2 separate regions of the Mus musculus genome follow, and region 1 is linked to region 2. Evidence: chromatin contacts called from public Hi-C data. All regions are on one chromosome and are shown on one strand. Each heading gives the region's core, a stretch centred on a gene start, on an enhancer-like site or on the middle of the called end of the contact. The rest is flanking DNA. Distances are from core to core; before and after follow the strand shown.

The links. A called contact is a pair of places that touch in the nucleus more often than the background predicts.
Region 1: a Hi-C map of neural progenitor cells shows a contact between it and region 2, with 4 times the contacts expected there. The contact joins two enhancer-like sites. A contact is called at or near these places in 1 of 39 promoter capture datasets (neural stem cells), 1 of 15 datasets of contacts at CTCF or cohesin (the NIH/3T3 cell line), 6 of 484 Hi-C or Micro-C datasets (the AML12 cell line, the HL-1 cell line, adipose-derived mesenchymal stem cells and 3 more), 2 of 115 datasets of contacts at active chromatin or transcription factors (embryonic stem cells and oligodendrocyte precursor cells) and 1 of 9 other capture datasets (embryonic stem cells).

What each region holds. Positions count from the first base shown.
Region 1 is chr1:64,018,266-64,025,563 of GRCm38.p6, forward strand. No RefSeq gene overlaps it. Among named protein-coding and RNA genes, the nearest start is that of Mir6899, 21 kb to the right of the region's middle. Within about 2 kb of position 2,541, at least 66 of the 459 cell types and tissues checked have an H3K27ac peak or open chromatin away from gene starts, as enhancers often do. A contact at or near this core is called in neural progenitor cells, neural stem cells and oligodendrocyte precursor cells, where this site is marked.
Region 2 is chr1:63,665,026-63,672,272 of GRCm38.p6, forward strand. All of the region lies in intron 6 of Dytn (dystrotelin), which reads right to left. Among named protein-coding and RNA genes, the nearest start is that of Dytn, 18 kb to the right of the region's middle. Within about 2 kb of position 3,511, at least 30 of the 459 cell types and tissues checked have an H3K27ac peak or open chromatin away from gene starts, as enhancers often do. A contact at or near this core is called in neural progenitor cells, neural stem cells and oligodendrocyte precursor cells, where this site is marked.

The DNA of each region.
Region 1 (7,298 bases), core at 1,291-3,790, 350 kb after region 2:
GGTTAGCAAGAGTGAGGCGGACCTGAGTCTAGGTCTACAGCATCGGCTAAAAGAGCAGGCATCTGCGACTGGGGAGGGAGGGAGTGATGGCAAAGACCTGAGGCTTCCTGGAGCTGGTTAGCTAGCCACCTCAGTCCAATTGGTGAGCTCCAGACCCAGTGAGAGACACTGTTTCAAAATGAAGGTAGAGAAAGACAGAGGTGAGACCGGACCTTGACCTCTGGTCTTCACAGCTTATGCATATGTACACACACGCGCGCACACATGCACATTAAAAACTGAAAGTTCCTCTTAGACCACTGTGGGGATGCTTTTGGAACCCTTGACGCCTTTCCTTTTACTCTCATTTCCATCATTTCTCCTTGAAAGCTGCTTCTCAAGGCAGGAATGTTTTCTAACGACAGCGCGTTGGCCTTGCTTACATTTTATTTGGAAGGAAATCCAAATCAGTGAACAAGCAAGTAAATGGAAAAGCCTGCTGCTGGGGAGGGACAGACACGCAGCGGTCATTCTGTTCAGATCGTCTAAAAATACACCATCAAAGACACTGGCCTCCTGTGGGGTGGGGGGTGGGGAGAGCCGCTGGTTCAGGGCACCCAGCTCACTCCAGCCCAGAAAGGAAGGAGAGAACGGAAGCCGACTTAATCACAGTCCCTCTATGGCACGGGGTTTCCTACCCTCTTCCTGCCAGTGCTCTCCAAGAATTGTAGGAAATCAGAGGTCCAACGTGTAAAAAAAACAGCACTTAGCAAAGAAAATGATAAACATTCCTAGCCAGGTTCTGTTTTCTGAGAACACATTGATTAGTTTTTGAGGAATTCAGCCAGTGGAGAAACAGCCGGAAGGAAGCTGGGAAAAGCCCATCTCAGGCGTGAACTAACCAGCTACAAGGTAGACTCTTGAGAAGTAGGGGGGCACTGTGTTTGGGCACCCAGAAGGGCAGTCAAAGAGGTGACAAGAAAACTACACACGTACTAGGAAACCCGATCCCAGTGTTTAGAATTTCTGTTTGTGATATGTATGCTACCACAGCAAGCATACAAGGACGGCCCACTTGTTCCCTTGCATAGACTAGAGAATTCCTGCAGGCATCTTCAAAGGAGCCAGAACAGTACAGGTGGTGTGTGCTCAAGTCTCCTCAATGCTTGTAAAATTAATCTTGGAATATTTTTGGAATTCCAAACTGCAAGAGGAAATCCTGTTTAAAAGATCTGGCGCAGGAGGGGAAGTAGCCTGGTGTCTCCCTCCTACTCTGTCCATTTTCCTTACTTGCAGCCACTGCAGCACTGCTGAAAGATCAAGGCCCAGAGAGGCCAAGCAATGGACTTCAGGCCACACAGCTCACCAGTGTCACAGCCCGAGAGCTAGGGAAATGAATCTAGAGCCTTCTCTTATCCTTTTCTTCTACTAGGCTGTTTTACCCGTGACAAAAGTCGCATATCTTACACACGTTATCTTTGTCCTAATTGGAATGAAATTAGGGCTTTTCTCTCACTGTGTTCTCTGCTCTTGCTCTCATGGAGCTGCCGCGAATGATTCTGATTTTTTTCCCTCTAGCACTGTTCACAGGTGAATGTCACAGGTATGAATGCGGAGGAACCCATCTTTCTGCTAAGGGGAGTCGGCACGCTGTCCCTGAAGGTAGGAGTTCACCACGAATTATTAGCATACACAGCTCAAGTGTCTGCAAGGCTAGATGGAATATTCTAAAGTTTACCTCACGACCATGAAAGGGGCGTAGTTTGTGCTTTACCCTATAGAAGAGTCTCTGGGTGACATTTGCCTTGCTCCTGCCTTACCTATGGCTTACCTGAGTTCTAGAAGGATGAACACACGCACCTTACCAGGGATGAACCATAGCTCTGAACCTGAACAATCGGAAAAAAAAAATTTTTTTTTTCTCTCAGGAAACTGGAATTGGGGACTGGAAGATTATGAGCTTCTGTGGGGAGCCAGGTCATGGCAGGAAAGAAATTAAAAGTGGGGGGGAGGGGGGAACTGACTACTTATGCACGAGATGAGGAACCCAGGAGTTGTGAGAAATACAAAGGAAATGTAGGAGGGAGGGGAAAAGAGGGAGGGAGGGGGAAGCATGAGGAGGGGAAAAGGAGGGGGGGGGGGAAGAGGTGGAGGGAAAAGGGAGAGAAAAGCCTCACCTTCCCACAGGGAGTATTTTTCCCACAGTAGCTTTTCCACACCCCCACCTCTGCATCTTTCTCTGAATCCTAGATAAAGTGGCAGTACTTTTGGGGTTTTTTTTGGGGGGGGGGTTGGTTTTTGGTTTGTGCCCTTTTTTGTTGAGAGGGGACATGTTGGCTTCTGATTCACAGAAAAGCAATAATAGAAGAGAAGATGCCTTGCTCTGAGCCAGGTGACCAGGTGCTAGAGAGAGATGCCCCTTTGAAAACAAGAGAACAAACAAACAAACAAAATGGCTACAGAAGAGTGCGTGAAAACAGAGACGCCAGGGTGTGGGGAAGGCCACCCAGCCCAGCCAGCCTGCTGAGCCCGGGCAGCAGGGGAAGATGGCTGACTTCCAGACACCCATCGACTCCCTGCCCAGCCAGTTGCATTTTCCACCCCCCAGAGCCAATCAGCTGCTCATCACGGCTGCACGGGGAGAGCATCAAAGGGACTTAATAATGGTTGGCAAATGTCAAATTACATTGAATCTAAACCAAATTCCAGACATTTAGGGCTGTGCAGTCATTAACAATCAATTAGTGCTCTCACTTTTCAGTCAAAGCATTTTTATGCTATTTCCTTTCCAGGATCAGGAAGCATGCTTTGCCGGCCCCCACCCCGCCCCCACCCCCAGTAGCAGTAGCAGTAGCAGGACAAGGCATGGGGCTAGCTCAGTCAGTGGAGGAACAATCAAGTCCCTGTTCTCTCTGTGGCTTTGCTTTCCCTATTTGTTCTTCCAATAGGATTTTTCAGGAGGAAATGTTTCAAATTCGTACATTCCGTCCTGCAAACGTGGCTTTTGGCGGAGGGGGGGGGGTCGGGGGGGTCGGGGGGGTGGCGGGGGGGGCAGAAATCGTCTTTCCTCTTTATGGGAAAGCACAACGGAATAAAAAGCAAAGATGTAGAGAACCATCCACAACGGTTTTCTCTGGTTGGACACTAAGGAGTCTGTGCATTGAGGAGCCACACATTCCAACCACAAGGGAGGACAGTCTGTGAACTCATGTCACCTCTAATGGCTCAGGGTTCCGCACAGGAGGATCACATTCCAGCAGCAGGGCCAGTAAGCACTGACCACAGAACAAGACATTGCTCTATTGATTACTGTATATCTGCTTTATCCTTCCCTTTCCAAATTAGATCAGATTTATGGCCAGCCCCTTCCTGTTCCCCAAGCCACCCACACCTTCTCCATCTTGTAGGTCAGGTGAAGGGGATGAGCAAAAACCTATATATGAACATTTTAAGAAAGAACTTTCATAATCCCGAAAATTCCACTCTGTTTGTGTTTCGCTATTAGGGCTCCCAGAAAGGTTATTTTTAGAGAAACTTTCTCAGGATATGGAGAAGCCCATATTCTCCAACTATGACACGCAGTCCTTTCCCTACAGTAGTTGATAAAATATGGACATAGAACTAGACTTAACTCAAAATGCTTTGTTGACAGACATAATTCTACCTCTCTCTAGCATAGGGTTCCTTCAAACCATGGAGGTTCCTTTTCATTCAGCTCAGTCCTAAGTTTCTTCAGATGGTGAAGGAAGTCTTAAAAACATATAGGACTTGGCAGAAGATAAGGTCTCACTGGCTGCTCTGTAGCCCAGGATAGCCCAAACTGTGATCTTATACCCCAACAAGGGTGAGTCCTTTGTACTCAGTATTCCACATTCCACTTAGAGCTTTGTCAGAGCACATCTCTGCGCAGAGTATCAGCTGCCAAGTGCAAACAAGATGACTGACTCAAAGCCAACAAAATGAAGGCTCTTATCTCCAAGGAACTGTGCCCATAGAGGATCGTGCTCAGGAAAGATACAGAGAGGAGATGGGCACAGGACTCAGAATAAAGGTGCCTTCTGTCAAGACCGAAGACCTGAGTTGGAGTTCCAGAACCTATACACCAGGTGAGAACTGTTCCCCAAAGGACACATACACACACACACACACACACACACACACACACACACACACACACATTTACGTGAGCATGCACACACACTCAAGAACAAATGAATGAAGAAGTATAAAGGAAAAGGCCCCTGAAGGCTCCATCTCATTCAGCACATCCTCAGAGGGAGACGCCTGTGATAGTTTCCCTTCCACAATTGCCTTCTGGAGTCACCTGAAGTAAGTGGTAAGGGGATGTCTTCACTGTGATGGCCCCTGGAAGATTCAGCCCCAACAACAGGTGCACCAAGCTTGCAAGTCACACTTGCAGCACTTTGTAAGTCCATATTTTCACGGAATAAAACCAGGAAAATGTTTATTTGCTTAATAAAAGATATTACTTTGTTTTGCTATCTGATCCCTTCTATATCCATGTCTCTGACCCGAGGGCGTTCTCGAATGACTTGTCAGAGCCTGTTAAAAGCATCCTTGTCTAGCCCACGGCACTAACTCCTGGACATCGTGGTCTAAATCAAGTCTGGAATGAAACAGAAAATAGCACTTATAAACCAAATGCTGGCTGAGTCTGCTATGCGTAGCCATTGGCTTCCACTCCAAGAAACACTGCACACACAGTAGGCTTCTGCATATATTTAAACTGAGATTAATGATATTTTCCATCAGTGAAAGGAGCCAATTCAAGCCAAATTAAACTATATATAGGCAGGTTTATTGGGAAGCTGCTTCCCCATGGGTTCACTGCTCCCAAGGAAGGAGTCCGAGAGGAGGGGGACAGAGGGGAGGCAGAAAAGATAGAGAGGAAGAACATGCTGCATGAAGAGAGAGAGAGAAAAAAAACAGAGAGGGAAAGAGAGGAGAGACCAAAATGTCTGAATTATAAAGGGAAGAATGTCTGGGAGAGGGGAAGCCCAGCTCCTGGACCATAAAGTTCAGGGTGGAGGACGGGGTATTTGCCGGCCACGCCCTATAACATTAAGGCCTGAGGGATGCTCAGAGAACCTGGAGGCCAGGTCTGGTTTGGTGTGTAAAATATACACTGCAACCATTTGCCTGAATCCCAACAGTTAATTTCTGCTTGAGAATGAATTATTTCATGGAAATCAAAGCCTACCCTACAGTGGTAGAACAGACTGCCAAAGGGAAGAGGCTTCCATTTGGTCATGTTATAATCCGGTCTCTCTAGGACTCACGAGCTAACTACTCCATAATTATATATACTTCAGTGTCTACGTGCAGTAAGGAATGTTGAAATCTATATGGCTGACTCATCTTGCACAGCATGTCTTCTAAGTGGCAGACTCACTGCCTGGTATAACATAACAATACTTAATATGTGAAGATATGCTGGAGTCTGCCATGTACTTTTCAATGTGATGACTCTGCATCATGAGAAATCTGGAGACCCACTAATTGCATTATTTATTACCATCCTAAATTTTGCGGAGAAACAGAGACTCTTGAATTAGGAGATGGTGACTGTACAGAGGAGGAAAAGAGCATGCAAAAACACCTGAGGGCGATGGGCCTGGCACTGGCACCATCCTAGAGAGGGATGCCCAATGGGGACCTTGAAACTGGTTCCTCATATCAACAGGAGGTCAGAAAAGTGAATGTGAAAGAAAAATGCAACAAAGGGAATAAATGCAGAGAGAAAGGAAACAGCAAACACAGGATCCCAAGGTGAGAAATTGAAAGTTCCCAGAACCAAAGCCGAGATTTAAACTTTGCCTATTACTTTGTATTATTATCATGCACTGGCCACCTTCTGCCATGAGTTCACCAGAGCATGTACACATTACCTACACTTTTCATTTCTAATAGTTAAGATTCTTTTATCAGAAAGTCTGCAAGTAGTTCCTGTGTGTCTCAAAATAGTTTGGGGTCTTAATGCCAAGAACAGAATATATCATGGAATAGCAGAAAATACGACATTGCTGCTTTGGCTCTGATGTTGTTTAGAGTCCTCAGTGACATGCCTTTAAATATATCCCCATTGGCTCAATCATCCTCAACAGTCTAGAGAGCCAGTTGGCTTTTTACTGGAGAGACCAGGGTGCTGGAAGCTGTCACTCTAAAGAACAGAATCAAGCCCACCTGCCTGGTAGGGATATGCAATTGCCAAGGTTTTTTACCTAGAAGTGACCCATTTCCCAGGAGCTGTTCCTTGAGGTCAGCTCTGCAGACCTAGATTCCTGAAGATACTTCTTTTGATCACATGGGAGACTTTACTGACAACAAATACGACTACTTCAGCCCCTTGATCCCCTGGTTGTCCCATGGCCCGGCAGGAATGAGTAAAGTGTAGCCTGTCTGGCTGTTTTTCACTCCAAAGTCGACCACTGCTTCTGTTTCATTCGCCTAATAATCTCAACACCTCTCATCATCTGTGTGCTTGAAAGGCTTTCGTGTGGAAGAATAGACTCACTCATACTAATGTGTGTCCATAGTAAGGATGGGTAAGACAGAAAGAATTGCCTCGTTTTGGCTAGTTTAGGTGAAAAAAATAGGAAAGATCTTACGCAAAAATATTAATATTTAATAGAACATGAAGGATCTACAACATGATTAGGAAAGTATTTGGAAGTCTGAGTTGTGTGTCTGTGTGCACATGTGGGTATAGTGCTGGCTAGCAACGGGGAAACCACAGCATGAAGGTGAGCCCACTTTGAAAATGGGCCACCCAGCATGCTTTGCTTTTCAGGCATTGACTGTTGTCCATAGGGCAGGAATAAAGGAGGAGAATTTGCTACTGCAGCTGCATACTCGAGGATCCTCCATTCCCAAGTTAACAGCACACAGCATACATGTGAACCCACCACGAGAATGTCTTCAGAGCTGTGTCTTCAGAGGCAGGGAAAGTGAGGCAGAGCACACACATCTGTCTTACTGTCAAGCCATAGAGGCTGTAAGAGCACTGTGCCCTGAAGTAACACCCCATCGAATCAGTCTGTATTAAAATTTCATATGCATTTGCTTTTAGATTCAATTGGAAATGTGCTCCAAGGAGAGGCATAGGGGCTAAACAATTAGCTAAAGAGACACGGTGCAGCAGACACTTCAGAGAACAGCAAGAGGCCACATCTCTCAAGTATTCACAGCCATTGGGCATTTTAATGTAATTCAAAGAAGGGTAGTTATATTTTGAGTTATTCACTTATTTTCATTTATATTTTAAAAGAAAATAGTTACCAAGCCAATGATCTGGGGAG
Region 2 (7,247 bases), core at 2,261-4,760:
TATGAAAAAGGAAAGGGGGGCGGGAGAGTCACAGGAGGAAGGCATTGAGGTAGCAAAGGGAAGAGGTCTATTGTCTGACTTCTTAGAATCCCAGGCAGGTTATTTTAATCTTTCTTTCCCACCCCACCCCCACCCGATGGAGGTCACAATGACACTGCCTTCAATGGCTTTAAGAAAAAAACCGAGTCAACTGTTTTCATATCATCTCATTTGACTACATGTCAATTCCATGACTTGTTTTGTTCCTATGTCAAAATATCTGACATCAAGAACTTTATAAGAGGAGAGTTTGAGGTTAGTTTGTGGTTTCAGTCTGTGGATTCTGGACTGTGACAAAAAAGAACATCAAAACAGAAGACTGTGGCAAGACAGACCTCATAGTGACCAAGGGGCATAGGGATGAGACGCCCAGGGGAATATATCACTGTTGACCTAGTTCTTTAACTAGGCCCCAAAGAAAGTTTCTACCAATAGTCCTATCAAAGTCTGTCTCCTTCCATGGATTAAGATATCGGTTAGATCAGTGTCTTCGTGATCCAGTTACATATCAATGATAGGATCTACTGGCTGGGAGCTTTTGATTCAGGAGTCTCTTGGGGCACACTTCATATGTAAACCATAACTCTAGTCTTTGAAGTGGGGTGGTAGTCATCATCGTTGGAAGGAAGGAGAGGTAGGAAATGACTCACTATGTCAAAAAGAGATAGCTACACCTTCACGCATTATTTATGGCAGCCAAGATACAAGGACCACCTAGGTGTTTGTTGACATTAGTGAATGCTATTCAGCCTTTAAAATTGGAAGTCGTGTCATTTGCTATAGCATGGATGAACCTGGGAAATATATGCTAAGTAAAATTAAAATTAGTCATACACAGAAATACTGCATAGTCTCCCATACATAGAGAAATCTAAAAAAAAAAAAAGCGGAATTTATAGAAACAGAAAGTGGAATGTGACTTCTTTGAGATGGGACTGGAGTGGGAAAATTAGGGAGATGTTGCCCAAATAGTATAACTTAAAATTTATGATGGATGGGCTCTGAGGATCTAACACACAGCACAGTAATATGTTAGTGATGTCATCTTGTGCCTTTGATATTTGACATGAGACCAGGTTTTGGGTCTCCTCATCTTCCAATTGTGCTCGCACACTGACAGGTGCCCTAAAACATACAGTCCTTGAGAATGGAGAACTTTTGGGTTCCCAGGGAAGCAGACTGGACTCCTCAGCAGGAACAACTGAAGGCTGGCTAATCATTGATGGCTATCAGCTAGGAGCTGAGTTGGACTCTGAAATTTCCTCAAAGTCTCAGCAAATATAGTAAAACTAACATAGCAGCCAACCAGAAACAGACATATGTAACTTCTCTGCCACCTACCAATGAAGGTTCCGGTTACCTAACCCTAGCTAAAATTTCCCTACTTTTCTATTTCTACTTTGCATGCCTTTGTCTGGGGGTCACCATTTTGACAAATGGTTGATCCCTGTGCGCTGGCAATTTCTACAGAAAAAAATGTGCTTTGCCTTTGAATTTGAGTCTGGGGTCTTCCTTCAGTGATTCTTGGACCCTAACAACAGACAGTGACTGTGGGTGTGATGGGTGTGTAAGTGACTGGACGGTGGTGAACATCACACAGTCTTGGGCATGCCTGTGCTGCCTGAGATACACAATGCTGTAACAGACTTTCCTCCCTTGTTCCCTCCCTCCCTCCCTCCCTCCCTCCCTCCCTCCTTTCCTTTCCTTTCCTTTCCTTTGTTTTCCTTTCCTTCCTGTATTTCTTCTTTTGAAATAGTATCATGCAGTCTGGCCTCAAATTCCTGAGCTCAAATAATCGTCCTACCTCCCCATCTCGAGAGTCCCGGGAATAGACACATGCACACAAAACTGCACTTAATATCTTCCATACATATAATTTTTGTTAATTAAAATGTTTTTTTATAAACTAAATAGATCAAGGAATCACTGAGAGATAGCATTTTGCTCAAGATTAAAAAAAAAAAAGCAAGTTTATTGTGAGATTGGGGTATCTCTCTAGACGTTCTCCCTCTTCGTTAAGGGGACAAAATTTGTTAGATTCTATTTATTGATTTTTCATGATTTTGTAGATAATCCAGTGGCTCGATTGTCGTGCTTTCTTGTGGTCAGCCACAGTCACCACAGGGGTATTAACTAAGGGACTAAGAACCTCTCGTGATTTCCAAGATGGCGACGCATTTGGCTCTGTGTGCACATCTGTGTGCACCCGTCACCTTCATTTATTCCCATTTGGACAGGAGTCCCAGTTTCACATCTGACGTCTTGCCCAGCACAGGCAGCCAGGCACACTGCCTGCAATCTCAGAAGTAATTGCAGAGACCCCCTGCGGAGTCCATCAACTCAGATAAACACCCTCCTAATCAGGAAAGTGGCACTTAGAACCACTTTGCTGACAATTAGCCAGACAAAAGTCAACAAACATTTGCTTACTCGTAACAAGATGGCTTGTATTTTAAATTGTTAATAACCCTGTCACCAGTAGAGCATAAGCATCTACTCCCAATGTTATTTAGTCAAAAACCACAACAGCAGCAGCAGCAGCAGCAGCAGCAGCAGCAGCAGCAGCAGCAGACTCATTTCCCATCTTTTGCCCTCTGAGTTCTGATGAACGAACTGGGCCACTCATTAAGAGCATTGCTGACCCAACCTTCTTACTCTGGTGTCCTTACCCCTAATGAGACAGAGAGTCTCAATTCGTATGTAAAACATGAGTGCTCAAAGACTGAGTGAGAGTGTCAGCTTGTGATCCTGACACTGTAGTTGGGATTCCTACTGTAGTGGAATTTAACCTGATGCTTCCCCTTTAAATATCTACATAAAGATCTTCTTCTGTGGATGAATTACCTATTTGGCTAATTTCTTGCAGGTGTTCTATGGAGAAGAATTAAATGTAACTAGGTGGTACACTGGCACAGGCAGGATGGCATTCTGAACGATAATTAGCATTCCTAAGGGATGATTTGAATCACATTGCCAGGACTGGAATTTTCTATTGGAATCTGTCTTGGATCTCATAATGGAAGCCAATGGGATGATAATTTGCTATGCAAATCACAAAGCTGCTTCCCACTGGCCCTCTCAGAAGCCGGGCACTGCATGGTCGGAGGAGGGAGGGGCAGTGGGAGCCAGCAGCTCAGCAGCTCATCGACCTTGATTGAATTTGAAACCAGCGGATTTTTAAAATCCTTTGAGACTAGAGCTAACTTGAAGCCATGAGTGGCAGTCGGAAAGTCACAAAGACTTCTAGAGGAGAGAGAGAAAATGCCCCTCTACCCAGGTCCTTCTATCAAATCCACTTTGAAACTGGCTACTGTTATCAAGTCTGGTGGAACAAGTGGATGAGCAGATTAAGCCTCTTCTGGCTTTCTACTTGCTTGCGTTCTGAGACATGACGTTGTTAAGGATGAACGTCTGCAATGGTGGTTGCCTGAGACATGCCTCAGACAGCAGAAAAACTGCAGTAGGATCTATGTGCTGTTGCAAGCACTGGAAGGGCATTAAAGTATTAATACCTTCACCTGGCATATTTTGAGTCATGTTGTATAGCAGAGAGCAAAGCAAATCGCATAGCAGCTAGAAGCTGATGATTAGGCAGAGCTGCATTAAATCAGGACATCATGAAAACTGCCCCGTATAATATTAGTTTGCTTTCCTTTTGCTGTGATAAGCACCACACTCAAAGACGTCTTGTGAAAGGCAGGTTTATTTGGCTTACAGGTCCCCCTGTTCACCGTCTTCTGTTGAGGGAAATCAGGGCAGGAACTCAGACAGAAACAGAGGTGGGAACCATAAAGGACCACTGCTTACTGGATTGTTGCCCATGGCTTGATCTGCCTGCTTTCTTATTCAATCCAGGACCACGTGCCCATGTGTGGTGACATCTACAGTGGGCTCTTTCATATTAATCGTTAATTAAGAAGAAGCCCTACAGATACACCACCAGATGGAGACATTTCCTCAATTAATGTTCTCTCCAACGAATCCAGTTGTGTCATGTTGATAAAGAGCTCACCAGCACACTCTTTCTTTCTCTCTCTCTCTCTCTCTCTCTTTCTCTCTCTCTCTCTCTCTCTCTCTCTCTCTCTCTCTCTCTTTCTTTCTTTCTTTCTTTCTTTCTTTCTTTCTTTCTTCCTCCCTCTCTCTCTCTCTCTCTCTCTCCCTCTCTCTCTCTCTCTCTCTCTCTCTCTCTCTCTCTCTCCCTCTCTCTCTCTCTCTCTCTCTCTCTCTCTCTCTCTTTCTTTCTTTCTTTCTTTCTTTCTTTCCTTCCTTTCGGCTGAAAAGAAGACTTTAGAGGTTCTCATTCACTAGCTGCAAGATAGCCAAATTCATTGTGTGATTCCCAGCAGAGACGAGGGAAGCAGGCATATATCTGAATGATGAAGACCCTGCCCAGAGCATGGACCTCTGCCCACTGCCTCTCTGGACATTCTCTCTGTCCTCCATAAAACCACACTAAACCAATGAGGCAGATTTGAGTCAGAGAATCTCCTCAGCTTTCCTCAAAGCTGGCTTTGAATCTGTTTCTTTCTAACAATCTCTCTGTCTTTCCTTGTCTCTCTACCTCTATCTTTTTCCCTGTTTCTCTGTCTCTCTCTTTTAAAATAGTAAGCAATATGAACTTTAGAGTCCAGTAACAAGAGAAAAAAAAACCAAACAAACAAAAAAGCCAGGATGTTTGTGAAACCAGTTGGGACCAATGTCAAGATGTATGCTAAGTGTCCTTTGCTTGTTTTAACATTTCTGTACAATTAGGTTTTCATAATTGACATTTCCCACTATGTATCTATGGCACATTTGAACACTCCTCACAGGAACAGAAAAGGAGTAGACTCTATGTTGGGAGCACACAGACTAATCCTGGAAATTCTTCCCCTTATCCACCATAGTTGATGAATTATTTCTGTCTTATTGAGCTTTTCCATAAGACAAGACTCTGTCGACATCTTGCTCCTGAATTAAAACTATTTTCTAATTCCTTTGTCTCAGAGCTGAATCTTGTCTCTGGGGTGAGAACATTTATGCCTCTCTATTGCTCCTGAGACCCCTGCCCCCAACACTCACTGCCAGCAACATTTTAACCTTACTAAAAAATTTAAAACCTGCTGTCAACTCCAGGCAGACAAGCTTCTGTTTGCAATGGTTGGCAGTCACTGCAGAGACCCATAGCTGGTCAAAGTGCAGAAAACAAATGGCTGTTGAGTGCCTGGCCATAAAGGGGACATCTTTATTACCTCCTCCTCAAGGCTCAGGGAGCATCAGAAAGAACATAAGAGCTGGAGGGAATGGGGAGAAAGACAGAATACTGATTTCTGGACATTATGTGGCTGTTGTCTTCAATCTCAGAGCAGCTCTGGTCTCCTGCACAAAGGCTATACAAAATCAAGTCTGTCAGTACCCTGTCATGGGGCTCTGCTCCTCTTGGTGTACATGCAATTAATGATTGATGGAAGAGAAAGAGACGTTGTGTGTGTGTGTGTGTGTGTGTGTGTGTGTGTGTGTGTGAGTGTATGTGTGTGTGTATGTGTGTGTGTGGCGTAGCTATTGGTAAGGTACCCAAATTCTTATAATCAAACTCTCACTTGATGTCCTCCCCAATCTTCTCTATGTACACACTCAATGGCACATATACATGTGCATATACCACTCCCCTCACCCACTGAAGAAGGCAGGGTGGCAGCTTTACACAGCCAGTGTCACTCTTTCACTAACCTGTGGTAGATCAGTATCTAGAGAACATTTGGTTGGGGTAAGAGAAGGAGGTAGATGTAGACATTTCTATTGGTCTATAGGACTGAATTGGTCTCAGTAAGACTCAGCACTAGGCAGCTTCAAAGGCCCCGGCATTAGGGGCGTGCCTATGAACAAAATCTGCTATAGTTGAGAGGCTCTAGGCCCTGTGAGATGGACTCCCATTCCAGCCTGTATTATTTCTGGCTGGAGATAGCAACTTTAGGTTTTGAGTAACTAACTCTCAGTCATAGGCAGTCCTTAGAAGGTAAGGCTGGAATTTCAATTTACATTTGTGCTGGCTGCAATGGTCCTAGGCTTAAGACACCTCCCAGCAATAAAATGGCTATGGAATTCATAGACTTAAGGACCATAACAACAAGTCTGCCTAGATATTCTATACAGGTTTACTGTTAGTGGATATTCCCAGACAAAGCTAGACTTCAAAGATTGGAACAGCCACTGTGGTGGTTTGAATGAGAATGACCCCTATAAACTCATGTTTGAATACTTAGTTTTCAGTTGGTGGAACTGTTTAGGAAGAATTAGAAGGTGTGTCCTTGCTGGAAGAGGCGTGTCAATAGGAGGTGGGTGGGATTTGAGGTTTCAAAAGCCCATACCATTCTCAGTTAGCTCTCTCTGTCTCTAAGTCATGTTTATGGATCAGATATAATATGGATTAGATTCTGATGCAAATAAAATTCCATTTCACCCCTACTACACTATCAAAGGAATCATAGGCCTCTTCTTTTTATTCTTTTATCCCCATAATCTTAATCTTATTTCCCCCTCATTGCTTAGGAGACCCTGACCATTATACTCCAGGCAGACTATTCAACCACTCCCCACATTAAACCTGAGTAATATTTCCTATTGCCTCCACTATCTTCCATCTCTCCCCATCAAACTAGAAGGTGTGGTAGCTTGGTCCTCTCAATTCTCACCTTGACTTTCCTTCCATTTCCTCCCCATCTCAAAACAACGCAGTCTCACATCCCATCCACTCACCCAGTCCCTATACTGAATCCTGGTTGCTGATCTACTCATCCTCACATGAACTGGTGGGCAACCAACAGAACCCCCATTCATTACTATTGGCCAATTACACTCCATTATTTCTTTCTCTGTTTTCCTAATTTTAATACCTATTTCTGGCCTATTGAAAATAAAATGTTTAAATGGACTCAAAGTCCCAGCAGACTAAATACTTCAGTCTTGTAAACTAAAAGTGAATAACTAATTTTATTAGGACATCAAGGAAGAAGGCCCTCCACTGTCAACACCCAAAGCTGATATTCTCCTCAAACTACTCTTTTGTTAGTAGTCCTCAAGGCACTATGCCTCTCTGTCTGTTGCCACAATACCCACCATGATGGCTGTGAACTCTAACCCTCTGGGACCATGAGCCCTCAACTTTAAATGCTTTCTTTATAAGTTGCCTTGGTCATGGTGTTTTGTCAGAGCAATAAAGAAAAATAGCT